7 separate regions of the Mus musculus genome follow, and regions 1, 2, 3, 5, 6 and 7 are each linked to region 4. The links are chromatin contacts, called in public HiChIP or PLAC-seq and promoter capture Hi-C maps. All regions are on one chromosome and are shown on one strand. Each heading gives the region's core, a stretch centred on a gene start, on an enhancer-like site or on the middle of the called end of the contact. The rest is flanking DNA. Distances are from core to core; before and after follow the strand shown. Region 1 holds the start of Eif1 (eukaryotic translation initiation factor 1). Region 2 holds the start of Socs7 (suppressor of cytokine signaling 7). Region 3 holds the start of P3h4 (prolyl 3-hydroxylase family member 4 (non-enzymatic)). Region 4 holds the start of Rapgefl1 (Rap guanine nucleotide exchange factor (GEF)-like 1). Region 5 holds the start of Epop (elongin BC and polycomb repressive complex 2 associated protein). Region 6 holds the start of Jup (junction plakoglobin). Region 7 holds the start of Nt5c3b (5'-nucleotidase, cytosolic IIIB).

Evidence for each region. Promoter capture Hi-C pulls out the DNA fragments that hold promoters and counts their contacts. HiChIP or PLAC-seq counts read pairs in DNA pulled down with a chosen protein or histone mark.
Region 1: a contact with region 4 is called in a promoter capture Hi-C map of hippocampal neurons, with 17 times the contacts expected there. The contact joins the promoter of Eif1 here to the promoter of Rapgefl1 in region 4. A contact is called at or near these places in 6 of 39 promoter capture datasets (the C10 cell line, cranial neural crest, hippocampal neurons and 3 more) and 3 of 115 datasets of contacts at active chromatin or transcription factors (astrocytes, embryonic forebrain and forebrain).
Region 2: a promoter capture Hi-C map of liver shows a contact between it and region 4, with 5 times the contacts expected there. The contact joins the promoter of Socs7 here to the promoter of Rapgefl1 in region 4. A contact is called at or near these places in 3 of 39 promoter capture datasets (liver and pre-B cells) and 1 of 115 datasets of contacts at active chromatin or transcription factors (pancreatic cancer cells).
Region 3: a contact with region 4 is called in a FOXA1 HiChIP or PLAC-seq map of pancreatic cancer cells. The contact joins the promoter of P3h4 here to the promoter of Rapgefl1 in region 4. A contact is called at or near these places in 3 of 39 promoter capture datasets (cranial neural crest, hippocampal neurons and liver) and 1 of 115 datasets of contacts at active chromatin or transcription factors (pancreatic cancer cells).
Region 5: a promoter capture Hi-C map of liver shows a contact between it and region 4, with 5 times the contacts expected there. The contact joins the promoter of Epop here to the promoter of Rapgefl1 in region 4. A contact is called at or near these places in 3 of 39 promoter capture datasets (liver and pre-B cells).
Region 6: a contact with region 4 is called in a promoter capture Hi-C map of hippocampal neurons, with 7 times the contacts expected there. The contact joins the promoter of Jup here to the promoter of Rapgefl1 in region 4. A contact is called at or near these places in 5 of 39 promoter capture datasets (hippocampal neurons, liver, pre-B cells and 1 more).
Region 7: a contact with region 4 is called in a promoter capture Hi-C map of hippocampal neurons, with 12 times the contacts expected there. The contact joins the promoter of Nt5c3b here to the promoter of Rapgefl1 in region 4. A contact is called at or near these places in 4 of 39 promoter capture datasets (the SN4741 cell line, cranial neural crest, hippocampal neurons and 1 more).

What each region holds. Positions count from the first base shown.
Region 1 is chr11:100,317,870-100,321,589 of GRCm38.p6, reverse strand. It overlaps Eif1 (eukaryotic translation initiation factor 1), which reads right to left and starts at 1,641. Exons shown (of 4, transcript NM_011508.2): 1 at 1,430-1,641; 2 at 761-924; 3 at 541-642; 4 at 1-273. The coding sequence starts at 1,460. The coding sequence ends at 229.
Region 2 is chr11:97,360,493-97,363,982 of GRCm38.p6, reverse strand. It overlaps Socs7 (suppressor of cytokine signaling 7), which reads right to left and starts at 1,691. Exons shown (of 10, transcript NM_138657.4): 1 at 560-1,691. The coding sequence starts at 1,548.
Region 3 is chr11:100,413,303-100,416,785 of GRCm38.p6, reverse strand. P3h4 (prolyl 3-hydroxylase family member 4 (non-enzymatic)) reads left to right here and starts at 2,070. Exons shown (of 8, transcript NM_176830.3): 1 at 2,070-2,609; 2 at 2,707-2,859; 3 at 3,006-3,177. The coding sequence starts at 2,130. It overlaps Fkbp10 (FK506 binding protein 10), which reads right to left and starts at 1,092. Exons shown (of 10, transcript NM_010221.2): 1 at 761-1,092. The coding sequence starts at 1,002.
Region 4 is chr11:98,835,011-98,838,450 of GRCm38.p6, reverse strand. It overlaps Rapgefl1 (Rap guanine nucleotide exchange factor (GEF)-like 1), which reads right to left and starts at 1,666. Exons shown (of 15, transcript NM_001080925.1): 1 at 778-1,666. The coding sequence starts at 1,297.
Region 5 is chr11:97,627,258-97,631,076 of GRCm38.p6, reverse strand. Epop (elongin BC and polycomb repressive complex 2 associated protein) reads left to right here and starts at 1,361. Exons shown (of 1, transcript NM_175332.3): 1 at 1,361-3,690. The coding sequence starts at 1,796. The coding sequence ends at 2,905.
Region 6 is chr11:100,396,002-100,399,661 of GRCm38.p6, reverse strand. It overlaps Jup (junction plakoglobin), which reads left to right and starts at 1,872. Exons shown (of 14, transcript NM_010593.2): 1 at 1,872-2,026. It overlaps Gm12348 (predicted gene 12348), which reads right to left and starts at 1,546. Exons shown (of 4, transcript NR_132425.1): 1 at 1,525-1,546.
Region 7 is chr11:100,439,262-100,442,577 of GRCm38.p6, reverse strand. Nt5c3b (5'-nucleotidase, cytosolic IIIB) reads left to right here and starts at 1,480. Exons shown (of 9, transcript NM_001102650.2): 1 at 1,480-1,534; 2 at 1,651-1,749; 3 at 2,324-2,393; 4 at 2,492-2,538. The coding sequence starts at 1,523. Klhl10 (kelch-like 10) reads right to left here and starts at 654. Exons shown (of 5, transcript NM_025727.3): 1 at 354-654. The coding sequence starts at 547.

The DNA.
Region 1 (3,720 bases), core at 392-2,891, 1.5 Mb before region 4:
TGCCAGGGCTTACTGCTCAACCTGTTTAAATGAGGGACTTCAAGACTACACAGCATGGCTCTTTTCAGTTTATTGCATGAAGGAGTTACACTAGTCCAAGTTAAAAGCGGACCCCAAATGATTACATTATACAAGCTGTGAGGTTTTTAAACTTGTGACAAGGGACAGAAGGGAAATTCTACTCATTGCAAGGAAATCCTCACTTAAGCTTCAGAGAGCCACAAGCACTTAAAACCCATGAACCTTCAGCTGATCGTCCTTAGCCAGCCCAATCTGCAAAAAGAGGACAAGGGAGAGGGACAGGTTACATGACGTCAACAGATTCTCCCATATACACCTTGCAAGGAGTCCCAATAAAGAAGAGTACTTCAGTCTATCCCAGTAGACACAATGGTTCAATTGACCACTGTTACTAAAACTTCCCTATGCCACCCCCAAGTACTGTTTGAAAGTGGGAATGTCTACATGTATTTAAAAGCTCAACTGTAAGGATTAGAAATTCAGGAAACCCATAATGCATTGAGGGCGGCCTAAACTCACCTCTATCAGGAACTGGCATATGTTCTTGCGCTGGTCACCCTGTAGCTGAATTACTTCTCCATATTCTGGATGCTCAATTACAGTACCATTGCAGGCAAATTTCTGCAAGGACAAAAGGATGCAGCATCTAAGAGGCCATGCCATCAACACGGACTCCCTTGACGTTTGCACCCTCTCCCTTGGTAGACCATACAACGTGCTCTCTCCACAGCAGACCCACCTTCTTAAACGCCTTCACTAGTTTCTTTTTATCGTAATCATCAGCGATCCCTTGGACAGTGGTAAGGGTCTTCCTGCCGTTTCTCTGTTGAATTCTTATATGGATATAATCCTCAGTGCCAGCAGGAAGCAGGTCATCACCCTTACTTGCATCAGCAAAGGGGTCTGTGAAGAAATAATCCGGAGGTGTCCTTTGTTGTCCCTCCGGGAACTGGCCAGTACTAGAGCTAGCTTTCTGCTCTAGGCCAGCCCTCCCGCCAAGGCTGATCACGTGCTGGAGAGACCTAGTGGGCAGGCAGCGCCCCACCCGGCTGATGCAACCTACCGGAAGCCAGGCTCCCGAGGCGGGGCCTTCCCTCCCAGCTCCGAGACAACGACGGTGACGTAGAGGACATGACGCAGGGGTGGCGGGAGGGGGCGGGTGTGGCTCGCCGAGAGGCAGGAGCCATTAGTAAATGCGCCACCCGAGACGCCGGGCCCGCCCAAGGGCTCACCTCCCACCCGTTTCTTCCGGGCACCCTCAGAGGTCGACCCTGGGCGCAGATCTCGGTTCCACGGGCATCACCACCCCTCCAGCCCGAGCTAAGATGGGCTCGCCGCGCTCGGCGGCTCTCCGAGCTCCGACCCCGCCACCCCCCCCCCAGGCCCGCGCGACCTTCCCCAGGCTCACCGAAAGAGTGGAGGTTCTGGATAGCGGACATACGATACGATTCCTTTTCCTCGGTGGAAACGGCCTGCGGAAGGCGGCTGCGGGAGAAGGCGGGCGGGGGGGACGGAGCGTCGGGAAGCGAGGGGGCTCGAGGGGGAGGCAGCTGAGTCCTCGGCGGCGGCTCAGTGACTGGGGCGGAGGGGCGGCGCCTGTATTCACTTATATAGCCGCCCCTGTGACGCCAGCGCGCTGCCCTCACGTCTCGGCCCCACCCATGGAGTCAAGCTCCCGGACGCCCGAGCGCTGCGGCTTCCTATTGGTCGGGGGGCGGAGTCAAGGCTTGACGCGTGCGCACTGGGTTTGGCCTGGAAAGGATGTTCTGTTGACTCAGGGAGGGGCGAGAGGGGGGAGGGAAAGCTTGGTCCGCCTGCGCGCTTGCGCAGTGGGCATGGTAGTTGTCTGAGCGGCCGCGAAAACTGGCGGAGGTTTCGAGCGCGCCTGCGCCTACCGCACGTTCTACCATCTTGACCCTGTTGGGGTCCTGGCACTAGCTCTGAGATGGGTCTTAGGGTGAGGATCGATTTGCTTTAAAGGGTAATTACGTGCGGGTCCTCCAAAATTCGACTGATCCAGCCACCCATCAACCTACCCTTCTCTGCACGTATTCACAGATATAGCCATTTAATCAGCATAAAATAACGTGATCAAAATTTGGACCTTATATAGGGTATCATTTGGATTAGCATGTTTTAAAATTGGTAACCAAAAATTATTATTTAGATTAATTCTTCTAAGGAAGGAAGTAGTCCCTTAGGTAGGAGTGGGGACCCCAGGAAAAAAATGTCCAAGCCTCACAGGATGCCTTTTGTCCTACAAGCCTGTGTGTGAGGTAAAGCCTTTGTAGAGTCTAGGTGAATATTTTTTTCAAAGCAGTTAACCTTTCTTTTTGTTTTTTCAAGACAGGGTTTTGGCTGTGCTGGAACTCTATAGACCAGGCTGGCCACATGGGGTCTGCTTTTGCCCCATGAGTGGTGGGATTAAAGGCAAGTGCCACCGCGCACACCTTTAATCCCAGCACTTGGGAAGCAGAGACAGGCGGATTTCCGAGTTCGAGGCTAGCCTGGTCTACAGAGTGAGTTCCAGGACAGCCAAGGTATACAGAGAAACCCTGTCTCGAAAAACCGAAAAAAAAAAAAAAAAAAAAAAAGAGACAGCCAAGTGTGATGTAACTGGGTTTGTGGGGGCCAATAGGAGAACCAGAGGCTGATAACTACTGTGTCAGACTTTATTCAAATGCTCCCCAAAGAGTGGGTGCTTTATATAAAATCTCTTAACTTAAAAATACTGCCAACTTCTAGGTATGGTGGTACATCCCAGCTCTCAGGAGAAGGAAGCCAGAGGAAAAAGTTCAAGGTCAAGTGAATTCAGTACTAGACTGGCTACTGTCTCTGAAGAACCAGAAAAATAGGCCGGGTGTGGTGGGGCACGCCTTTGATCTTAGCACTTGTGAGGCAGAGGCTGGCAGATAGATGCCTGCGAGTTTGAGACCCAGCAGATCTATACAATGAGACTTTCAAAACAAGAAACTGCTGGATGGTGGCACACACCTTTAATCCCAGCACTTGGGATGCAGAGGAAGGTGGATTTCTGAGTTAGAGGCCAGCCTGGTCTACAAAGTGAGTTCCAGGACAGCCAGGGCTATCTATACAGAGAAACACTGTCTCGAAAAAAAAAAAAAAACAAACAAAAAACCAAAAGGCCCAAAACAAATACAACAGAGAAAAAAAATGCCAAAAAGCACCACACAATTCCAACAAAAACTTGCAAGCTTAGTCAGGTGTGGTGGCACACGCCTTTAGTCCCAGCACTCAGGAGGCAGAGGTAGGCAGATCTCTGAGTTCAAGGCCAGCCTAGTTTATAGAACAAGTCCCAGGACAACCAGGGCTGTTTGTTACCACAGAGAAACACTGTCTCTTAAAGCAAACAAACCAAACTAAACTAAAACAGCAACAGTAAAAACTTGTGTGCTGGCCTCGTGAACAGTCAGTTTATGCACAGGTCATCAGTCTCCCTGACCTCCTGGACAGGCAGAAAATAAACAGACTAATAATACTGGGTCGAGAGAGGTGCTGGGGAAAGAATTGAGCTGGTGTGACAAGTGCCACAGACCCAGGCTGCTCCTTCAGATGAGCTGGTTAGATAAGACCGGTAAGGCGGTGGCATCGTGGCCTGAGTTTATAAGATGCTGTGGAGCAGGGCAGAAACTCATCAAACAGAACATTCCCCAGGGAGGAAAAGGTGGACATGAAAGG
Region 2 (3,490 bases), core at 442-2,941, 1.5 Mb after region 4:
CACAGGCTTTAGACAGCAAATATCCAGGAACAACCAGAATATTAAGGGAGCTGCCCAGCTAATTGCTGGCCAGACTCCTCGGGCTATTTGCATGCTTGTACTTGCGAAGAGAGTGAAGGCTGGTGCACTGAGAGAACAAGCAAGACGATCAAGATAATAACAGGCAGGTGATTGACACCAGCTTTTCGGCCCCAAGGCCACACATTTCCAGCAACCTTCAGCAATGGTAGTAATAACAGACATGGGAGGGGTGCTTAAAAAGTGGGGCCGGAACAGGGATGGAAGGTGAGGCCGGGCTTCAGATCATCCCCAGCAAGAGACGCTAACCCACTGAGAAGTGTCACAGAGTGTGAACTCTCCGAGAGTTGAAAGCTGTTTCCACAATTAGCTCTGACCTAATGCGAGATGTCACCACCTTTAATCCCAAGTGTCTGCCTCCTCCTGAAGTCCACAGCTCAGCTCTAACAGTATCGTGTTGGCAGTAGGGGAAAACGAGGGAAACGAAACAAGAAATGGAACTTTGTCGCTTGCCCACCCCCAACCCCCAAGCCAATCTCACCTCCCCGTATCCAGCTCCCGGACCGCTGAGCCTCCCATGTCGGTCAGGCTCGCAGCTGAAGCTGCCAGATCTCCCGAAGGCCTCTTGCCGGTCCCATCCCCGCCGCCCGAGCCGCCGTTACAGCTCTTCGTGCGAAACAGGCGACTGAGGCGGATTTTGAAGGAGCCCTTCCGAGAAGGGCCTGCGAGAGGCCGGAGGGGCCCGGGAGGCGGCGGCGGTGGGGGAGGTTGCTGCTGCTGCTGCTCCCCTCGGCTCAAGCGCCCTGGAGGGACCAAGTCCTGCAGCGGAAAGGGCACCGGGGGTAGTTCGGGACCCGGAGGCTGCAGAAGCAGCCGGCCACCCACTCCTCCTCCTCCACGGCCGGGGCTGCTGAGCTCCTCTTCCGAGCAGCTGTTAGTCTCCAGGCTCTCGGCCTCCGATTCCAAGCCCTCCAGGACCAGCAGCGCGTCGCTCGTCTCCGTCGGGTCCTCCCCGGCCTGCGGGGCGGCAGCAGGCGGCGGGGGTTGCGGCGGCGGCGGCTGCGGGGGACACGGGCACGGACAGCAGCCTCCGCCGGCAGTCTTGATCCCCGGCCCCGCCGGCTGTCCGAGCCCCAGGGCCGCCAGCTGCGCCTCTAGTCCAGCCACGGGACCCCAGGTCCGCTCGAGCGCCAAGCCCGGCGGGAGGGCCTTGGGATCCAGCGCGCAGCGGTGCCGGGGACACAGCAGTTCCGAGGGTCCCGGCTCCCGGGCCGCCTCCGCGTCCTCCTCCTCCGGCGGCCGCCCCACGTTGCGGAACACCATCAGCTGAGGCGGCCGGGCGCCCCGCGAGCCGGGCCGCGCGAGGAAGGGTGGTGGCGGCGACGGGCCATGGCTGTGGCCCGGGGGCGGCGGCGGCGGCGGCGGGCCTGGCTCGGGGGCGGCCTCTCCATAGCCGAGGAGGCGGCTCAGGACCCGGTACGAAGCGGCCGCCGCCGCCGCCTCGCCGTCCCGGAGCTCGGCCCCCTGCATCGGGGTGGCGAAGGGAGGGAGGGCGGGCGGCTAGGAGCCGGGCTGGGTGGGGACTAGGCCGGGCCCCGCCGGAGCCCCGCCCGCCGCGGCCCCCGGAGCGACAGCGCTAACGGCCGCCGCGGCCTCTGCCTCATAGAGGGGGCGGGGGGGGGGGGGCGCGCGGAGCCCAGCGCGAGCCCAGGCCGCGCGCTGCCGCCGAGGACCGCCCCTAGACGTCACTTCCTGTCCAGGGCCCGCCCCCTTTCCCCAGGGTGCGCAAGCGTCGGACTCCACTCTGCCTGACGTTTCTCTTGGCCCTGGTAGCTATTGGCCGTCTGCTGCATCTGGGGCCTCCGTGGTCTCCGGCACCGACCCCTGCTTTTTCACTTCCTGGGCGCCCGGGCCCTGTCCACCGTCCTGTGTAGAGCAGTGCAGGCCTCGGGACCCGGGTCTGGACCTGGGAGAGGGTCGTGGACCTTGGCACTGTCTGGGGGTCTTGTCCTGTCCATGCTGCCTGGAGTGTGTGACCTTGGCCAAGTCATTTCATTACATCTGCATCCTCTTTCCTAGCATCCGATGAACTGTGGAATGACTACATGAAAATGGGTTGTAGAGCCTGCAGTGTGCTCTTCCGTGCCAAAACAACTGGATCTTTGAGAAGACAAGAGTGTGTATATAGTTAGCATAATCTCATCATGAATTTGAAATGAAGAATGGATATACACAATTCCAAGAAATGAAGATATACAATAGCCAATTCTGTACGACTGATGGCCAAATACATCCTTCCACTGATTGTTGTCATAGTGTATGTCATGTTGAGGATAGAATCCAAGACGTGGCACGTGCTAAGCAACAGTTCCATCACCAGACCTCATTCCCAGCCCTTCCCAAAATGATGACAAGTGACCAAGGACTGCAATTGTAACAAGAATTTTTACTAATATTTTCCTCTGTTGATGAAAGAGAACAGTGAAAAAGCAAAACCTGATCAAATCATCAATCATGGGGGCAACTTTGCTGAGTCGGAATTGGTTTCAGTGACGGGGAAGAGTTCCTTCAACGTTTTTGTGCCATTGCTAATGTAACACCTACAGATAGATGTACAGGAGATGTAAATCAGAATCGCTGTCATAATCTCCATCACTTAAAAAAAATGTATGTGTATGCACATGTGTGTGCAGAATCCGAGAAAGGGCATCAGATCCCCTAGACCTAATTATTAGCTGCCCCAAGTCCCTGGACATGGGTGTTGAGAGCTGAGTTCTGACCCTCTGCAAGAGCAGAACAAGCCGTTATCTGCTGAGCTAGCTCTCTAGGCCCCTCCATCTCTCTTTCTTTCTTTCTTTCTTTCTTTCTTTCTTTCTTTCTTTCTTCCTTCCTTCCTTCCTTCCTTCCTTCCTTTCTTTCTTTCTTTCTTTCTAGACAGGGTTTCTCTGTGTGGCCCTGGCTGTCCTGGAACTCATTCTGTAGACCAGGCTGGCCTTGAATTCAGAATCATGTCTGTGCTGGGAATGAAGGAATGTGCCATCACCACCCAGCTCCCTATACCCCTTTTGTTTTTCAGACAGGGACTCTCACAAGTATCAGGACTTAAGTTTGGATCCCCAGCACAGTATAAAAGCCAGGCAGAGCAGCATGTGTCTGTGATCTTCGCACTTGATGTGGGGTGGATCCCGGGAGCTCCCTCACCAGTCAATCTAGCCAAATTGATGAACTCCAGAATCAATGAGGAACAGGCACATTACAGAGCCATCTTCCCAGCCCAGTGGGGTCATTCTGAAATAGAAATTTGCTCACAGCCTGTGATTGTAAAGATGTATTTACATATATTTCTCTGCACACCAAAAGACAGCATCAGACCCATTACAGATAGTTGTGAGCTGCCACGTGGAGTCCTGGGAATTGAACTCAGGACCTCTGGAAGAACAGCCAGTACTCTTAACCACTGAGCCATCCCTCC
Region 3 (3,483 bases), core at 821-3,320, 1.6 Mb before region 4:
TCTGCCCCCCAAAACCAACGGGTATCTGTCTGGCCGACCAAGGTCCTGGATCAGAATGGAAGATGCTGGTCCCGTCAAGCCAAGGCTGGCATTGGAGCGTGGTGTTGGCTGCTAAAGCTAAGATGGAGGAACTGAGTTCCCAGAGGCTTGGAGAAGGAGGCACTAAGAGTCCCCAGGATGGCATGTCAGACTTTGTGACACGTGGACAGTTTGGTCACGGCACCAGCTATGGTCTACCCCCAAATTATAATGCCCACTCTGCTTAAGACCCTCCCTAGCTGCTCTAGGGCCCTACACCCTCAAGGAAATGTTATTTCTCCAGTCTCCAACCACAAAGGCATAGAAAACTGGAGAGAGAAATAGACAGGGAGCCAGAGTGTGTGCAAAGGGAGGCGGCACCAGGCAGACCATCCATCCACTCACTTCAGGGTTTACGTGTAGTAGGCACAGTCTCTTTGCCCTCTAAGATTGCGTGCCAGGGTACCATTTGTGTTTAAGTTATGGTAAGTATATGTGGCGCTTCACCTGAGCATCAAATATTCCAGGGGGCTAGGAGGGGGTCGTGGGCGGGGGCGGGAATATTTTAGGAATTGAAAATTTGGTATTGAAGATAGGAGGCATCCTTTGAGGTGCTCTCCCCAGGATGCTGTTTGTGGCAAAGGATTATGAAAGCACTACAGGAATGCAAACCTTAGAAGGGGCAACATTCTCTGGAAGCTCAGGAAAGTGGTGCTGAGTCCGGGAGTGCCCAAGCTCTTACCTGGAGTCAAACTTTTTCCCGTCTTCGAAAGTGCCATTGTAGTGGTAACGCACAAAATCCCCCATCTGCACTTCTCGGGGACAGGCCCGAGGGATGTGGTATCTCTCGATGACCACATCTTCCAAGGGGGCTCCGGCCGGGCTGGCACGGCCCAGTCCCCTCTCCAAGGTCTGTAGAAGCAACAGCAACGGCAGTATGCGGAGCCGATGGAGGGTGTGGCTGGAGGACCCCACAAGGAACATGGTGCCCAGACCAGGGACGCCGGCAGTGAGAGCGGACGCCAGCCGCTAGCCTCCTTCCCCCTCCTCTCAGAGCTGACTCCCCCCCTTCCTGTCCTCTCTCCCCACCCCGCCCTGGCGGGTCCACGTGGAATGGGGGCTGGGGAGAATGAGCTGGCCGGGCAGGGTGATGTTTTATGGTGAACTAGGAGGTGGGGGCCAGGTTGAGAGTCTCTGGAGTCCAAGGAATTTGCCACAAAGATCTCTGAGTCTCCCTCCCCCAAAACTCCATCCGGGACTGAGACCCGGGGCCTGGCCCAGAGGGAGGTTCGGGAAAGATGAGAAGTTGGAGTGGACTTCCAAAATGAAAAAGTTTTTTCCAGAGTCTCTGGGTCCTAAAGCCTGTTGGAGGAATCTCTAGCTTTCCCTGGCACCCCAAATCTAGGCCCCTTCTGGTGCAGGTGAGGCTGTAATCTGAGGGCTATTTCAGTTCTACACACACACACACACACACACACACACACACACACACCCGCCCCAACTCTCCTCCCGCGAAAGGTTAGAGGAAAGGGGGGTTAGGGAGAATGTTCTCTAGGTGAAAGGTTGTTTTGTCCTGCAAAAGCCTGGCTGCACTGAAGACACAGGAATCTTGCTCCGGCGGGAGGCTGATGGTGTCAGTGCTAGGTGTGCGGGGTAACAAGAGGTGTGTACGCCTCGACGTCAGCGCGGGTGTTTACCGGGCCACCTAGGGGGAGCAGAGGAGACTCGAGGAGAAAAAGACCAGATTATGTGACTTCGTCCACTTTGCCTACGCAAAGGACAGAGGTGGCACTTAAGGGGGGGGGGGGGGACGACACTGCTGTGGGGAGGGGCTTTCTGGGCGTGAAACGTAGCCCCACCCACCCGTGTCTGCCAGGGAGGGCCAGTGGTGGTGTAAGCATTGCTAGTGGTCGAGGGCCAGCCCACGTAGTGGACTCGAGCGTCAACTGACGGTCCTAGAGAGGCATTCCAGCCTCCCGGCTCTAGCCTAGGGCCCGGCGCTAAGACCCAGCAGGAGCTCCGGGGGTTGGGGGTGGGCTGGGCTGGAGCCCGAGCTGGCTGGAGCCCGACGGTCGCCGGCTGCTCCGTAAGCCTCCGGGCGCGGTGCGGGCATGGCTCGCGGGGCGTGGGGGCTGCTGTGGCTGCTGCTGGGCAGCGCCGGGGCCCAGTACGAGAAATACAGCTTCCGAGGATTCCCTCCGGAGGACCTGATGCCACTGGCCACGGCCTACGGCCACGCTCTGGAGCAATACGAAGGCGAAAGCTGGCGCGAGAGCGCGCGCTACCTGGAGGCGGCGCTGCGGCTGCACCGGCTGCTGCGCGACAGCGAGGCCTTCTGCCACGCCAACTGTAGTGGCCCCGCCACCTCTCAGCCTCGGCCCGCGTCCGGCCCGGACGGCGACCACGACGGCGATGGCGAGGACTGGGCTCGCGAGCTGCGGCTCTTCGGTCACGTCCTGGAGCGCGCCGCCTGCCTGCGGCGCTGCAAGAAGACGCTGCCCGCCTTTCAAGTCCCTTACCCACCGCGGCAGCTGCTGCGCGACTTCCAGAGCCGCCTGCCCTATCAGTACCTGCACTACGCGCACTTCAAGGTGGGCGCGGCCGGGGCCGCCGTCGAGTTTCCCTAGAACGTGAGGCCCGCGGTGCGTCCGAGGCCCCCACTGACCCACTCCCCACGCTCCTCACCAGGCGAACCGACTGGAGAAGGCGGTGGCTGCGGCCTACACCTTCCTCCAGAGGAACCCCAAGCACGAGCTGACCGCCAAGTATCTCAACTACTACAGGGGGATGCTGGATATTGGAGATGAGTCCCTCACCGACCTGGAGGCCCAGCCCTACGAGGTGTGGAGAGAGTGGGAGGGATGGCTAGCCTTGGTACACCTTCCTACAACCTCTTCACCCAACACACACACACACACACACACACACACACACACCTTATGAGCCTTCGGGGTCTTCTTGACTACCCCCGCCATGCACCTCTCCAGGCTGTGTTCCTCCGGGCTGTGAAACTTTACAACAGCGGGGACTTTCGCAGCAGCACAGAAGACATGGAGCGGGCCCTGGCTGAATATATGACGGTCTTTGCTCGGTGTCTAGCTGGCTGTGAGGGGGCCCACGAGCAGGTAGACTTCAAGGACTTCTACCCAGCGATAGCAGGTATATACCATTCAGACCACTGTGAGGTATCCCTCACCCACAGTGCCCTGGCTTCCCAGGCCTTCTAAGGCCTCTTAATGCGTGGCTATGTCCGGTGACCGCATTCAACAGGTCTAGCAAAGTGCTCCAAAGCTACACACGAGTCAGGCCTTTTCTGTCTCCAGTCTGATGAGAGAAATGCTGGTATACATAGCAAATTCTGGGTCAGCTATATAGAGAAATAGATTGCCTCAAAAAACAAAAGAACAGGGCACGGTGGCACAGGCCTTTAATCCCAGCACTCAGGAGGCAGAAGTAGACTGATCT
Region 4 (3,440 bases), core at 417-2,916:
TAAGCCCCTTCTGGGTTTAGTGGAGTGCCTAGTTAGATCTAAAGACCCTGATATCTCTACATCTATTCCAACTAGCGATGTGGGGGCCTACGTTCCTCAGAAGCCCTTTAATAGGGTGCTGGCATTCTCATAGTGGGTGAAATGGCATCATCTCAGGCTTCTCAGGGTGTGGTTATTATTTTTTTAAAAAAGGCCCTCTGCTGAGGCATGGCATGGGAAGGGTGGGTGCTACGGAGGCCCAAAGCCTTCTGGATGCTGCAGTCTCCTGGTATCTTCCCTTAGAGACCTTCGAATTCATCCCCAATAAAAGCAGCCGAGTTCTGTGACTATCCACATGGCCCCACCAAGTGAGGCGCTCCTACACAGCCAGGGACTCCTGTCAGCGGTTTTCAGGCCTCAGCTATGGTCTGGAGGGCAGCGTACAACCTCAGCGGGAAAGCGTCCACCTTAGGGTGTCAGGCCCTAATTTAGGGGCGTGGGAGGAGGTAGGCAGTATCAAGGGCTCGTGGGAGACTGGCTTAAATAGCCGAGAGAGAGGGAGGGTAGTTGAAGGAGAGAGATGGTTTCCCTTCTTCCCCTAGAATGAAGCTAATGTGGGGAGGAAGGTGGGTGCGCATTACCATGCCCCTTCCCCTACATTACTTCGGGCTTCCCCTCATCCTCTACACCAACACTGAGGACAAGAAAAAACAATCAGGGAGCATCCCCCGGGCCAATCCCTCACCTCCCACCCCCAACCCCGTGCTCTCTTGCTCTGGGATGGATGAGCAGGCTTACCTGAGGCGCTGCTGTCCCTGGTGGTCCCTCCAGCCAGGCGCTCCAGAACCCGGTTCAGAAGATGCTCTGGCCGCTCGGGGGCGCCCAGGGGGGCCCAGGGTGGTGAAGCCAGGGGTTCGCCGGGGGATAGCTCATCTGAGGAGTACGAGGAAGGAGAGCGCAGGGGCACCCCAGATCCTATCGGCCCAGGCCCGGGAACCTCCTCTAGCTGCAGCCAACAGGGCCCCCCACTGCCCGGCTCCTCAGAGACCCCTAATGGCTCTCCCCCTTCCTCCTCAACGGGCGGCTCCAGCCCGGGCTCGGTTGGGGGCTCTCGGAGGAAAGCTGGGAGCAGCAGGCGAGACACGCTCTGACGCCGCTGCAGTGGCCGCAGTCCCCCGGCCGGACCGCCGCCCCCACCAGGGCCCCCACCCCCTCCAGGCCCTCCGCAGCAACCCGGACCCCCGCCGGGACCTCCAGTCACCGCTCGCCCCGCCAGCTGAGACGTCTGCTTCTTCAAAAATTTCTCCAGTGGCTTCATGCCCCCCCCCCCGCCCCTCTCTTAGGGGCCGCCGGGGGACCCAGGTGTCCCAGGCGCGGGCGGGGGGAGGCGGGGACACGATGCTCAGAGCCGGGGGAGCAGAGCCGAGGGCCGTGCCAGGCGTCGGACTGCGAGCGAGAGGTGGCCGAGCCTCGCTGGCCAGAGTCCAGTGGCCAGTGGCCGGGGGAGGTGCCAGAGGGAAGAGGAGCTCGCTCTCAGCGGCCCCCCATGCCGGCTGCGGCCGAAGGGTTGGCAGGCTGAGGGGCTGGTGTCCCCGTCTCAGCGCTCCGGGGCCGGGCTGAGGCGACAGAGGCAGCGGGCGGAGCGCAAGGCTGAGGACGCGGCGGCGGCTGCGCTCCTGGCCCCGGGGAAGGTGGCAGAATTGAGACCGCGCCCCCTCCTCCAGTCCCCGCCCCTACCCTGCTTAGGCCCGCCCCCGCCCGGCCGCGCGAGGCTTGAACTTGGGCTCTGGCGCTGACCGCGAGGAAAATTAGGACTTGGGTTTCTGACAGTCGCAGAAGGGCAAAGGCGAGGGAGAGATCTACCAAAGCAGAGGACTCCTGGCTCTTGATTACCGGGTCTCTTTTGAGCATTTCAAATAACCAGGGCATATGTTTGACCTTGGCACGCCTACCTGTGCACAGGTGAGGCTTATAAAGACTGCTGAACTCTTTGCATCTTTCCCACAATTTTATTTGGTCATTATCTTCCACCTGTTGAGAAGGGCTGGGACGGCGTCTTGGGTAAACTGGTATTGGCACTGGGGGCGGTACCCATATTCCTTTCTGATAGGGTTTAGGGGGTGGTGCAGGGCCGCCCTGTAAGGCAAGTACTGGCAAGTAGGAAAGAGCCAGGCAGAGGCCAGCAGGTTGTGGCAGGTCTAATTGGGGTGAAAAGAGATAGTAGACTGAAAGAGACGACCAAAAGCACAAGGGCATCTTAGCCCAGGTGGTAGCGAAGGGAAGCAAGACTGAAGAGATGTGTAAGTCCCCAAACTGCCAACTATCATCCATCACCTAGCACATTAGTGTATATAGCCATAGAATGGGAGAAATATTGCCCTTACTCCTGGTGGCTACGCCAGAGCATTCTGTCTCCCAGGGTACACTCCACTAGGATGGGGCTGTAGAGACAGTGTGAACACATCCAGGCTTGGTATACATGGTGAAGGAGTGGCACCGGGTTCCTGGTGGGCTGGTGTTCCTTGGGCAAAGTCCCACCCCTGTTTACTGTGCCTCAGCAAGGCATGGATGGACAGGAATGCTAAGAGCTGGGAGTGGTGAAACTGACAGGGTGTGTACTACACTTGTGTTGCTGTCGGTGCAAACTCAGTTCCATGTGTGCTAGAGCATGTGTTCACAGAAATAAAGCTCTGCACACCCATCTGGGGATTTGGAGAGGGAACAAAAAAAAAAAAAAAAAGAAAAAGAAAAAGAAAAAGAAAAAAAAAAGCTCCGATTTTGCTATGAAGCTGGATCTGAGCATTGGTTTCCTGGACAGCCTTAATTGGACACTCGGCCTCTCTTAAGGTTGGAAGTAGGAACTGGCCAGAGTGGCTTAGAGCTCCCCAGGTAACCTTTTAGGAACCAAGAAGAGGGGAGGGCTTCTCTTCTGCACATGCCACAGTTACCAGATTAAGCCGGTTGCCTTGGTAACCTCTTCTCTGGGCAGGATTTGGGATTGTCGGTTAGGAAGGGTGAAAAATTGGGGAGTGTGAAGGGTGTGGGAGCTGGAAATAAAAAGGGACCGAGAGACTTCTAGAAACTAAATGCTTGGGGAATCGGACTCTAGACCCTTCCAGTTACAGAAAGTGGCAGTCACTACATTCAAGACCTTGAATCAGAAGCAAAGGAAGCATTAATTTGTGGTCCTCCTGGAGCAGCAGTGGCTTCCGTTCTGGCTACACACTGAAACCGCATGGGAGCTTTTTGGAATTGCTGATGTCCAGGTCACACCCTAGATCCATTATGGGATCCTGTGGCAGGCCCAAGGTCTCTGTTAGTTTAGAAAGCTCCCCAGGTGATTCAAACAGCCAGTGTTGGAAATCACTGCTCTAGGTCAACTGCAGCTGTAAGAAGATCTGGCAATTGCAAATCCTTGATGTTTTGAGTCACCTACAGGTAGGTCCATGGACTGACCCACA
Region 5 (3,819 bases), core at 112-2,611, 1.2 Mb after region 4:
CAGAAAAAGCGATTGTACATGTTAAGTGTAGCACTCGGGAGGGTGAAGCCAGACGCTGGAGTTCCAGGCCACATGGTGGGTGAGACCCTATCAGCGAGGGAGGGAGAGCTTTCTTTTGCCCTGGCTCAGAAGAAAAATCTGTATCCCTCAGTCTCATCCTACCCCTAGTCCAAGCCAACATATAAATCTCGTGTACTTCTGCAGATGAAAAGCAGCTGTTTCTAACCTGATTTTAGGATGACGATGAATAGCCCAAAGACTCACAAATGTTTATTGTGCCGTTTGGGCAGTAGGGATATAGCAGTGATCAAGACTGGATGCTCTACTGGCCGCTGGGCTCGACTGTGCAGCCAGGGCACCAGCTCTTTCTAGACTCCGAGGAGAGGTCAGCACTAAGGAACAAGCCAGTTTCACAAATGAGCAGGCTGTGTAGGAACTAGAGGGGAAGAGATGTGAGAGATGTGTACATTATCAGAGCATGTTCTGGAAATTATTCACTTTTTGTTTGTGGATGGAGAGTAAGGTTTTTGGTCTTTTCCACCCATTCAGGTCGCTCAGGATCCAGATGGTCGAGTCCTGGGATCTGGAGGCTCCCAACGGTGCCAGCGCGTTGGAATTCCGTTAAGATGTGGGGCACTTCCATACTTCACCAAGAAAAGGAAACAAGTACGGAGAGAAAGTCAGCTTATTGTCTTCCGTGGGTGTGTCGAAGCTCCCCTTTCTCCAAATTTATTTTTTTCTTTTATGAATCTTGCACATATATAGCGAATTCCTAATCATTCACTCTACAAGCGTTTTTGTTTGCTTTTGAGTTCCCGAGTGCCAGGCCCCTGTTCTACCGGCCCTGAGCAAAGACCACAGGACACTCTTAGCAAGCGACTCCTTGCTACACCAAGCTCTTAAGCCACCGACGCTCGGCTTCATCTTTTTCCTCTACGTTGGTTTTGAGTTTGTCTCTCTGAATTCACGGAGCACCATTTTCTTCCAAAGGGCTGAAACAAACTTTCCCATTTTACAGATGCGGAAAAACCGCGACTTCTACTGGGTAAACAAGTGACTGGACCTGCGACCAGCTAAAACGATCCCAGGCCATCAACAGGCCACCAGGAGCCGTGCGTCTGGCCCCTCGCACTTCCACCCGCGCGCGCCTAGATCCACGCGTCCCTGCTCTCCGCCCTCCAGCCCAGCAGCTCCGGGTCCACGTGTGTGTGTCTGTGTGCGGAATGGGGACGGGGGCCGTGCCGCCAGAGGGGTGGGGTCTACGTGACGTCAGAGCAGCAGCGCCCAATCAGAGGCGGGCTCGCAGCCGCGGCGCTGGTATTGGGGCAGCGAGGGGGCAGTTCTCTATAACGCGGTCTCCGGAGCCAGCGGGGAAGAAAGAAGCTGAGAGGGCGGAAGGCGCCCTCCCCGCCGCTGGGCCCGGGCACCGGGCGCCGGGCCGGGGTCCTTCCCGCCGGCGGCGAGCGCCGGCTGCTTTGTTTGCCCCCGCCTCGGCGTTGAGGGGTGATCGTGCCGGGCATTGCGCCGGGAACGCGGCGGCAGGAAGCGCGACCGATCGCACCGGGGACGCGCGGGGACCCAGGAGTCCGGCCGCGGCGAGGGCCGCGTGACGATACCGAGGAGAGAGCCGGAGCGCCGCCGCGGGCTCTTGGTGGTGGGCCCCGGACGCCCGTGAGCACAGACCTCCCCGTCGACGGGGGGCGATGTTCCCCTGGCCCGCAGGCTCTTCGGGCCGCCGGGGTATCCCGCCGTTGGGACCAGGGCCCCCGCAGTGGGCGACCCCCAAGGCTGCTCCATGGAGACTCTGTGTCCTCCTCCCCGCCTGGCAGTGCCCGCTTCCCCGCGGGGGTCTCCCTGCTCGCCTACGCCCCTGAAGCCGCGTCGGGGGACCCCAGAGTTCTCCCCACTGTGCCTGCGTGCCCTCGCCTTCTGCGCCCTTGCCAAACCCCGGCCGTCCTCCCTGGGCCTGGGGCCTGGAGAGCTGGCGCCGCGGACCCCGGTGCTGCTGGGCCCCCCGGCCTCGCCATGCACAGGAGGCTGGGCCGCGGACGGCCTGAAGCACCTCGGGGGACAGGCCGGGCGGCCGAGCGACGTGAGCTCCCCGGCCCGCGAGGATGCAGACGTCGCGGTGTGCCCAGGCGGTGGAGAGGAGGAAGAGGGCGGAGGCGGCTTCCCGCACTTCGGCGCTGGTTCCTGCGCACCTCCGGGCCGCTGCCCTGCTCCCCTGCGTCCTCAGGACTCTCCGACCAACCCCGCCTGGTCCCCGCCCAGGCCAGCCCGGGGTCTTGATGCAGCTAGCAGTCCGCCCCTTGAGCCCGGCTCCCCGCCTCCGTCGCCACCTGCGGGCCTCTCCCCGGAGCCTGCGCCTTCCGAGCAGCCTGTGCCGGCCTCCGAGGCTCCAGGGGGTGGAGACCCTGCGCCGACCGCGCCTGAGGCACCCGCGCTCAGCCCCTCGACGGCAGACGCAGCACCGGACCCGCCCCGCGATCTCCGCCAGGAACATTTCAACCGCCTGATCCGCCGCTCGAAACTTTGGTGTTACGCGAAGGGGTTCGCCCTGGACACTCCAAGTTTGCGCCGAGGGCCCGAACGGCCCGCGGCCAAAGCCCGTGGAGCAGCCAAGAAACGACGGCGGCCAGCGCCGCCCCCGCCCAGTGTGCAGCCACGGCGGCCCGTCCCGACGCTTCCTACATCGAGCACCTTCAGCCTCCTTGACTGCTTCCCCTGTCCCCCAGCTCTGGTGGTGGAAGAGAACGGAGACCTAGGGCCGGCTTCCTCGCTTCGCCTCCAGGGAGACGCCAAGCCGCCGCCTGCCCACCCGCTGTGGAAGTGGCAGATGGGAGGACCCGCTGTCCCTGAGCCCCCGGGTCTCAAATCCTGGTGGGTCAACTTGGAAGAACTATGAGCGTCGGACCTCTTCTACCCGGGGGCAAGTTGGGTTCCCCGGACAGACTGAGGGCTCCAGGAGGGAGCATCGATTCTGAAATTTGGCTGATCTTTGCTTTGCATTTTATGGGCTGTGGCCCGCGGGACCTCAAATGACAGTGATCTTCAAGCACCCGAGAGGTCCGGCTGATGCTCTTTCTACTCATCTTTGTGGAAGATCCAAGGACTGGCGTCCGGGAAAGCCTGCAGAAAGCTTAGTGACCATCTCCGTCCTCCCTGCGGGCGGGCAGAGCCTTCACCGCAGGGGAGCACAGCGGCTAAGGCCCGAAGACCAAAAGAAAGGGACAGAGGGACGGACCTTGGTGATGGACAAACCGGTTGTTTCCATGTTTGAATGAGGGTCAGTTTAGCGGTGTGGGGGCTGTGGTTGGGGTTTGAAGGTGATTGACAGCTCCCTGGGGGCATCCCCCACCCCCCACTGCCCAGACCTTTAACCCTTTACACCTCCCTCTTTTCTCTCCGTAGTCCTCCCCCTCCCCAAGTTCAGGTGATTTTCCCTTGTCAAGATCTTCAGTCCCAGCCAGCAGACTTTACCCTTTTGTCCAGTTTTGGAGTTTCCCTTTGCCGGAAGGTTGGATGAAGGAAAGAGACCTCCAGCCTCAGCGTTCTCCTCACATTCTGAGAGGAAAGGAGGAAGAGGGCCATGCTGTGTGGCCCAAGGCTGGCTTTGCCCGGGGAAGGAGCCAAAAACTCCCGGGGAAAATGATGGAAGATGGAATAAATCAATAAAATCAGACCAAACAAGTCTTTCGAGGTCCTTGCCTCCGATTTATGAATGGGATGGGGGCGGGTGGGTAGGTAGAAGGCTAATTTGAAAGCATACTAAAGACACCCAACACGGGTGGGTACAAAACAGACTGGAGGAAGGCAAGT
Region 6 (3,660 bases), core at 623-3,122, 1.6 Mb before region 4:
TGTGTGTTTGTGTGTGTGTGTGTGTGTGTGTGCGTGTATGTGTGCGCGCTTTCAGGAAGTCCTTTTCTAAACAGCCACTCCCCCAACTCCCACCCACACAAGCTGTTTCCTCTTGTCACTCTGTACGCTCTCTGAGAGTTAGGATACTTTAAATTTTCTGTGCAGCCAAGGTCTAGGCTGGCACCCAGCATACAGTTGGTACTCAGTACCTTGGTTCATGCCTTGGGTTCATGTTACAGCCGCAACAGCAGTCATCAACCACAGGAAGAAATACCCACGGCTCCTTAGGCCACCTACTGAGTTCTTTTGGATGGCTCAACAGCCTTGTCTACTCTGAAGGGGCTTGCTGCCTCGCTTTGGTTTAGACCTCTGCTCCCTTTCTTTCCATCTAATGTCTGATTTTCCCCCAAATCCGTCAAAGTTTCCTTACATCATTATTTAATCTCCTTTGTCTGTTTCTCCCTGGAGCAGTATCCAGCCCCCCCCCGCCCCACCCCCAAAACACACTGACCCTTCTGCTCTGGGACTTGAAAGAAGGTGTCGGCCCAGGCGTGGTGGCGCACGCCTTTAATCCCAGCACTCGGGAGGCAGAGGCAGGTGGATTTCTGGGTTCGAGGCCAGCCTGGTCTACAAAGTGAGTTCCAGGATAGCCAGGGCTATACAGAGAAACTCTGTCTGGAAAAACAAAAACAAAAACAAAAACAAAAAAAAAAAAAAAAGAAAGAAGGTGTCGGAGTTTAGAGTGTACCATATTTCCTAGTCTTGTGATCTCTTTGGAGCGTAGTTTTAAAATCGCATTACATTTTATTTACTTTTATGTGTGTGGCACTTGTGCCAAGGCGGGAGATCAGAGGACAGAGGACAACCTGTGAGACTTGGCTGTTGTCTCCCTCCATGAGGTATCAGACTCGGGTGGTCACATCTGCACAACTGAGGCACCACACAAGCCCATTAAAAATATTCTTTTAACATGGATCATTTCGATCCCACTTTGAAGACCAGGCTGGCCTCTTAACTCACAGAGATCTGCCTGCCTCTGCCTCCTCGAGTGCCACCACTGCCTGGCTGCTCCAGCACTTTTTAAGAACTGTCTCGAACTGAGACAGTTTAAATACTGACATTCCTCAGCTGTTTAAGTGCTACTACAAAGCTTATTTCATTTAATCTCTCCAACCTAAGATAGATAAAGCTAATGAACCCACTTTACAGAAGAGATACAGGGTGAAAGGTACACTAACTAGCCTAAGGTCATACAAAGATTAAGGGGAGAACCCAAACCCAGGCCTGCTAATTCTAAACAGAAGGGATCAGGGAACACTCCATCTTTTGTAGGGGGGAGAAAATCCCAACCCAGCACAAAGCCTATGAAATGCTTTACAAACATCTTATTACTACGTTGAGGCAAGAATGAATAAGCCTGACGCTGAGTTGGCTGGCTAGTGAAGGCGTCAGTCCTTTCCCATGCCTCCCCCTGACTCACCTGTTGGACAGGTAGGGGGGGAAGGGGAGAATAATGAGTCTTACCTGCTCAGGGCTAGGGTGGGGCAAGTCACGCCCCACCTGATCCATTGGCTTTTTCCTTAGTCTTACTGACAGCCCTCTGTCCAATCATAAAGAAGAAACTTTCTATTTGCCAATAGATGCAGAGTGAGGATGAGACCTCAAGTTGGCGTCCACCCCAGAGTCGAGTGGCAGTCCCTGGGGCCAATGGTGAGCGCATAAACAGAGGCGGCCGTGGTAGAGGTCCCGGCGCGAGGCTCCGCCCCTCGATGGGATAGTCAGGCTGGGCAGCCAGTGAGATAGCCTCAGAGGGTGGGAGTCTCCCTAGGGGGCGGAGCTTCGAGGGGGCGAGAGGTGTGGCTTGGCTGTCAGGTCCCTTTGCCTTTTGTTCGGTTACTGAGTTGCTGCCTTGGCCAGAGTCCGGAGCAGCCGCCGCCCGAGTGCGCCGAGCTCAGTTCGCTGCCCGCGCCGGCTCCCTCCCGGCCAGACCCGACCCCGATTCGGCTCAGCCCGGCTCCACGCTCAGGTACACCCGATCGGGGTACGAATCACTGTGGGAGAGTAGGGACAGCAAGCGGCCGGGAGGCTGGTTCCAGCGGTTTCAGGGCAGGTGAGGGCGGGTGTCAGGGAGCGCATCCTACACCAGCGACAGGGGGCGCGCTGGGGTCCGGGGCGCGGGACCCTTGGGACAAGCAATCTGGGTTGGAGCGCCCCTCCAGGCTCGGTGAACCGCAGGTCTGAGAAGGGTGGGGAGGAACTAGGGCAGGTGCCTCGGAGTTCGCGCCTCCCCCAGGGCCCCAGAGCTCGCCTAACACGGCGTCCCTGACTCTCCCCTGGAGCTGACCGAGCAGACTTTGACCCGCTCCGCCTGGTCCCGGAGCTCACGGTGACAGGAATTTACCGTTTGGGAAACTTGCTGCCTAGTCTCTTTGGGGCCACCCTCACCGCACCCCACGCGTCATCCTCGCTTTCTCTCCCTCCCTCCCTACTCCCCCAGGCCTGGGTGGGGCCCTATTGTCTGCGCCCAGCTTTCCAAACTGTGGGGGCCGAGTGCACATTTTCCCAGGGACGCAATTCCCACCTGCTGAGCAGAGCAGGTGAGCGCTTGGAAGACGGAGGCCCTGCCCTGCAGCTCCGAGCTGGACCTGTGGCGCCTCCCTCCGCTCTAGTGTACGCCGGTCAATGCCTTCTCCTACGGAGGTGGGATAGGGTGACTGGGGAACTGGTGAAGGGTCTGGGCTGAGTGCCCTACCGATGTCTGACACTGGTGGCTTGGCCTGGAGTCTGGGCCGGTAGAGAAAATTTAAGAAGCACTCGCCCAGTTTTTAGTAGCTGTGGTTTCCAGAGTGTTGATAGGGAAACAGCAATATCTTTTGATTTCTGCAACCCATTCTTGTTGAGAAATCACTCCAAACAAACTTTCCAGGAGAAAGTAACCATGGGAGCCTTTTCTAGGATTTTTCTAGTCTCCTTGTTGAGAGCTGATTCTAGGCTTGGTGGTACTTCTTGGAGGAAAACCCCTTCCCCCAGTCAGCTCCAAGCTGAACGTAGCCAGTGTGTGCGCTTTGACCCTGTTCTCCCTGCCCCCAACTCCATCCTGTTTGCCAGGCCCCTAAGGCCTGAGGTAGGGACCAATGGGGGTGGGGTGGGGGCGTTGCTGAAAGGGGAAGTGTCTTCTTCCTTCCCCCTCCTCCGGAGACCATCACACCCCCTTATATGAGGCCTGCTAAGTATCTGTCCTCCCAAGCTCTGCCCCTTCCCCAGGAATGGGGTTGGGACAGGGCTGGGCCAAGCTAGGAAGATGAGGAAGAGTGATTAGTCTTTCCCTAACTCCCCCATTCCATCCCCGATTTTATTTAGCTGGCTGACAATTGAGGCAGGATAGCATAGGGCAGGAATGTTGCTGGCCGGTCCGCTGGGTTTCTAGATTATGAAGGTGCATTCTTTCTAGAGGACTCGCCAGAAGTCCCTCCTCCACCCACTCTTTTCCTGAGTGTTTGGCGGGGAAAGTGGGACAGGAGGAAGTCTTTGCTGTAGAAGGTTTCTTCCCTGCCAGGCACCCTGAGGCTGCACAGTGTGATCCGCGCCCTCCCCTTGCCTTCCGTGTGCTGAGAGCGCTTCTCTGGCTGGAATTGTGAACTTCTACTCGCCCTTGCTGCA
Region 7 (3,316 bases), core at 231-2,730, 1.6 Mb before region 4:
ATATTTACTATCTTCCTGTTGTTGTTGTTTTGGTTTTTTTGTTTGTTTGTTTGTTTTAGAAATAGATTCTCTATAGCCCAGGCTGCCCTTGAACTACTGATTCTCCTGCCTCAGCCTCTCCAGTTGCTGGGATTACAGGCCTGAGCCACTATGCCTGGATTATAAACTGGTCCTTTCGGAGCCTTATCTAGAGTGTAGGATCAGGTCTGTCCAACTTTTTTTTTTAACGCTGCAATGGCATGCTGTCAACCTACAAAGCTTAGACTTGAGAACAGCTCAAACCAGTTATAAACAAACACAGAGCCTCAGTGATGGGAGACACGGCTCAGCTTCCCCCCCCCCCTCCGGTGTACCTAAAGTAGGAGCTGCAGCTACAGAGGATGTTCTTGTGGGCATTGAACTCGAAGCCATTGACTTTGATGACCACGTCGCAGAGCTTGCCCTCAAGCCGGAGCTCGTTGAAGATCTCACAGGTCATTGCACTCATCTTTCTTTCCATGTGAGGCTGGTGGAACCGGGTGGAGGCAGCGGTGCTCTCCATCTCCATGGCTCCTTGGGACCAGGGGAGAGAGGCTGCTCTCCTGGGGTGTTGGGGAGGGTTATGGGGGGCCCCTTTAGCCAGCTGTCGCTCCTTTTCCCTACTACATCTTTCATATAGGGACCATCAGGCAGCCCAAGTTCCAGAATCCTGGGCAGTGAGATCACTCAGGATTGTGCTCTCAGGTTCTGGAACCCCCTTCTTGCCCCTTCTTTTCCTCCCCCTCCCCCCAGAACATACAGGTAGACCACCCCACATCTCTTTCCTCGACCTCAGACCTAGGGCAGAACTGTGACCACCAACACAATTGAGCCTTTACTGAGTCTGCTGCTTGTTGCATCTTCAGGTTGGGTCCCCACCTCCCTGCAGCATCCTTCCAAAGCTCTCTCTGGGCTCCCCATGGGTGCAGAGGCAGAAGCAGAGCTGATCAAATATCATGCTGGCCAGGGTCTTCCAGCCCCTGAGATGCCTTACTGCCTTACTTTGCTTGTGGTGCTGATGAAGAGCCAGTTAGGGAAGTGTCTCCTGGATACACCCCCTGTCCAAAATGCACTTGAATACCTAGTGGGTTGTTCTTTGCAATGCAGGGGATGAAATTCAGGGCCTCATACCTGCAGGCAAGAACTCTCTCACTAAGCAGTGACCCCCAACCCCAGTAAAGATTGCATTTGTGTTCCAGAAAGAGTGAGTGACAGGCGCCCATACACACCAAAGCCTCATGACAGCCAGCCCACATACAGGACCCCAGCGTCTTGGTACTCCCCCCCCTCGCCCCCCAACGTTCCCCCACCCCCACACACAGTAGACCATCTTCCCCCACACACCCCCGCACTCCCCACTCTTGCTTCTCCTGCCAGTATCCGGAGCCAGCCTGGAAACGGCCTGCAGCTCCTAGACCGACGCGACTAGTGCGAGGCGACGCCTGCGCAGTGTGGCTGTAAGGCGGGCGCTGTCTTCGGGGCCGCCCACCAGGCCAGCGGCGTGATGGCGGAGGAGGTGAGGCCACGGGCGGGGACGGTCCCGCGTGGCGGGATCGCGGGTGCGGAGAGACCCAGCTGTCCTGATGCCCATCGCGGCTCTCGGGTCAGCGGGTCTCTTGGGTCTCACGACAGGTAAGCAGCCTGATGAAGGCCACGGTCCTGATGCGGCAGCCCGGACGGGTGCAGGAAATTGTGGGCGCCCTTCGCAGGGGCGGAGGAGACCGCCTGCAGGTACCGGGGCTTGGGGTAGGGCGGGAGGGTGCCTGCCCTGCGGCCTTCCCGCCAACTGGGGTTCGCGCTCTGCGAGCCTGCGCCCTAGGGTGGTCATGGACAAACAGATTGGTTCACCTCGGGAAAGAGCCTACCTCCCCCAGTAGCCAACTTTCAGAGTAGTCAGATGTGACCCTTTTCCTGCCGCTTGGTTTTAGAAAGCAAGTGGGTGGAGGCCCCCCTCCCTCCCCCAGTCGAAGATAAGGGAGATCCACAAAGGTCGGAAGGCACCTTAAGAAAGAACCAGTGTATAAAGATGCCACAGAAAGTCACCCCCACATTTGGGGGACTTTGTTTTCTTCAGGGTTAACTCGTGTCCTGACACAGGATGTCACTTTTTTCCTTCTTTCTTCTGTCTCTCCCTAACCTTGCAAAGGCTTTGCTGCAGCTTGGTTAGACTTCCTCCGCTACCCCAGGCTGAGGCAAGGGCCAGGATAGACCAGTACCTAGTCAACCTAGTCAACCTAGTCAGTCAACCTAGTCAACCTAGTCAGTCAACCTAGTCAACCACCATCATCCGCCCTTTGTCTCTTAGGTGATTTCCGATTTTGACATGACCCTGAGCAGATTTGCTTACAATGGACAGCGATGCCCTTCTTCCCACAGTAAGTCACATTTTAGCTTTCCTTGTAGGGCTCAAGATGACAACTGCTATGGAGCAAATAAAGGGAGTCTTGTGTGTGTGTGTGTTTTCTTTTTTCAGATATTCTGGATAACAGCAAAATTATCAGTGAGGATTGTCGCAAAGAGGTGGGTCATTCCCTTCTTTGCTCAAACATGGCTGTGGTATGCTTCTGGGGTTGAACCACAGCGTCCAGGACTGAAATCTTAAGAAACTCCGTTCCTTAAACACAGTGTGGGGAGACCTGTAATCCCAGAGGCTGAGACAGGAGGATCCCAAGTTCAGAGGCTGCCTGGATTCCAGAAAGAGTTCAAGGTCACTTAGGCAAGGAAAAGGAAGCTGCATGGGTGTTGGTGGCGCACACCTTTAATCCCAGCACTCAGAAGGCAGAGGCAGCAGATCTCTGTGAGTTCGAGGCCAACCTGCTCTACATATTAAGTCTCAGCCAGACAAGGATAGATAGGAAGACCTTATCTCAAAAACAGAGGGAGTCTGGGTCAGAGGAAGCTTATCAACCATTCGAGACACTCTGGATTTGCTCCTTAGTTTCACTTGGTTTTGTTCTTCCATCATTCTTTTTTAAAAGTTGTTACAGTAAAGGAGATATGGTTTTCTTATTGGGTTTATTTTTATTATTTTAAAGTGTATGTGTGTGAGTGGGGTACATAGACATACAGATACCCTTGGAGGTCACAGGAGTTTAGAGTCGTGAATTGCCTGATGTAGGAACTAAGAACTGAACTCCAGCCCTCTGGAAGAGCAGTCAGTGCTCTTAACTGCGGATCCATCTCTCCAGCCCCTGGATCTAGTCTTAATCCATGAGGACAGCTTTTCCTTATTGGCTGAGACACAGTGATGGGTAGTTTGTGTGTGAGCACTATGCTTACTGCTCTCTATGGGGTTTGC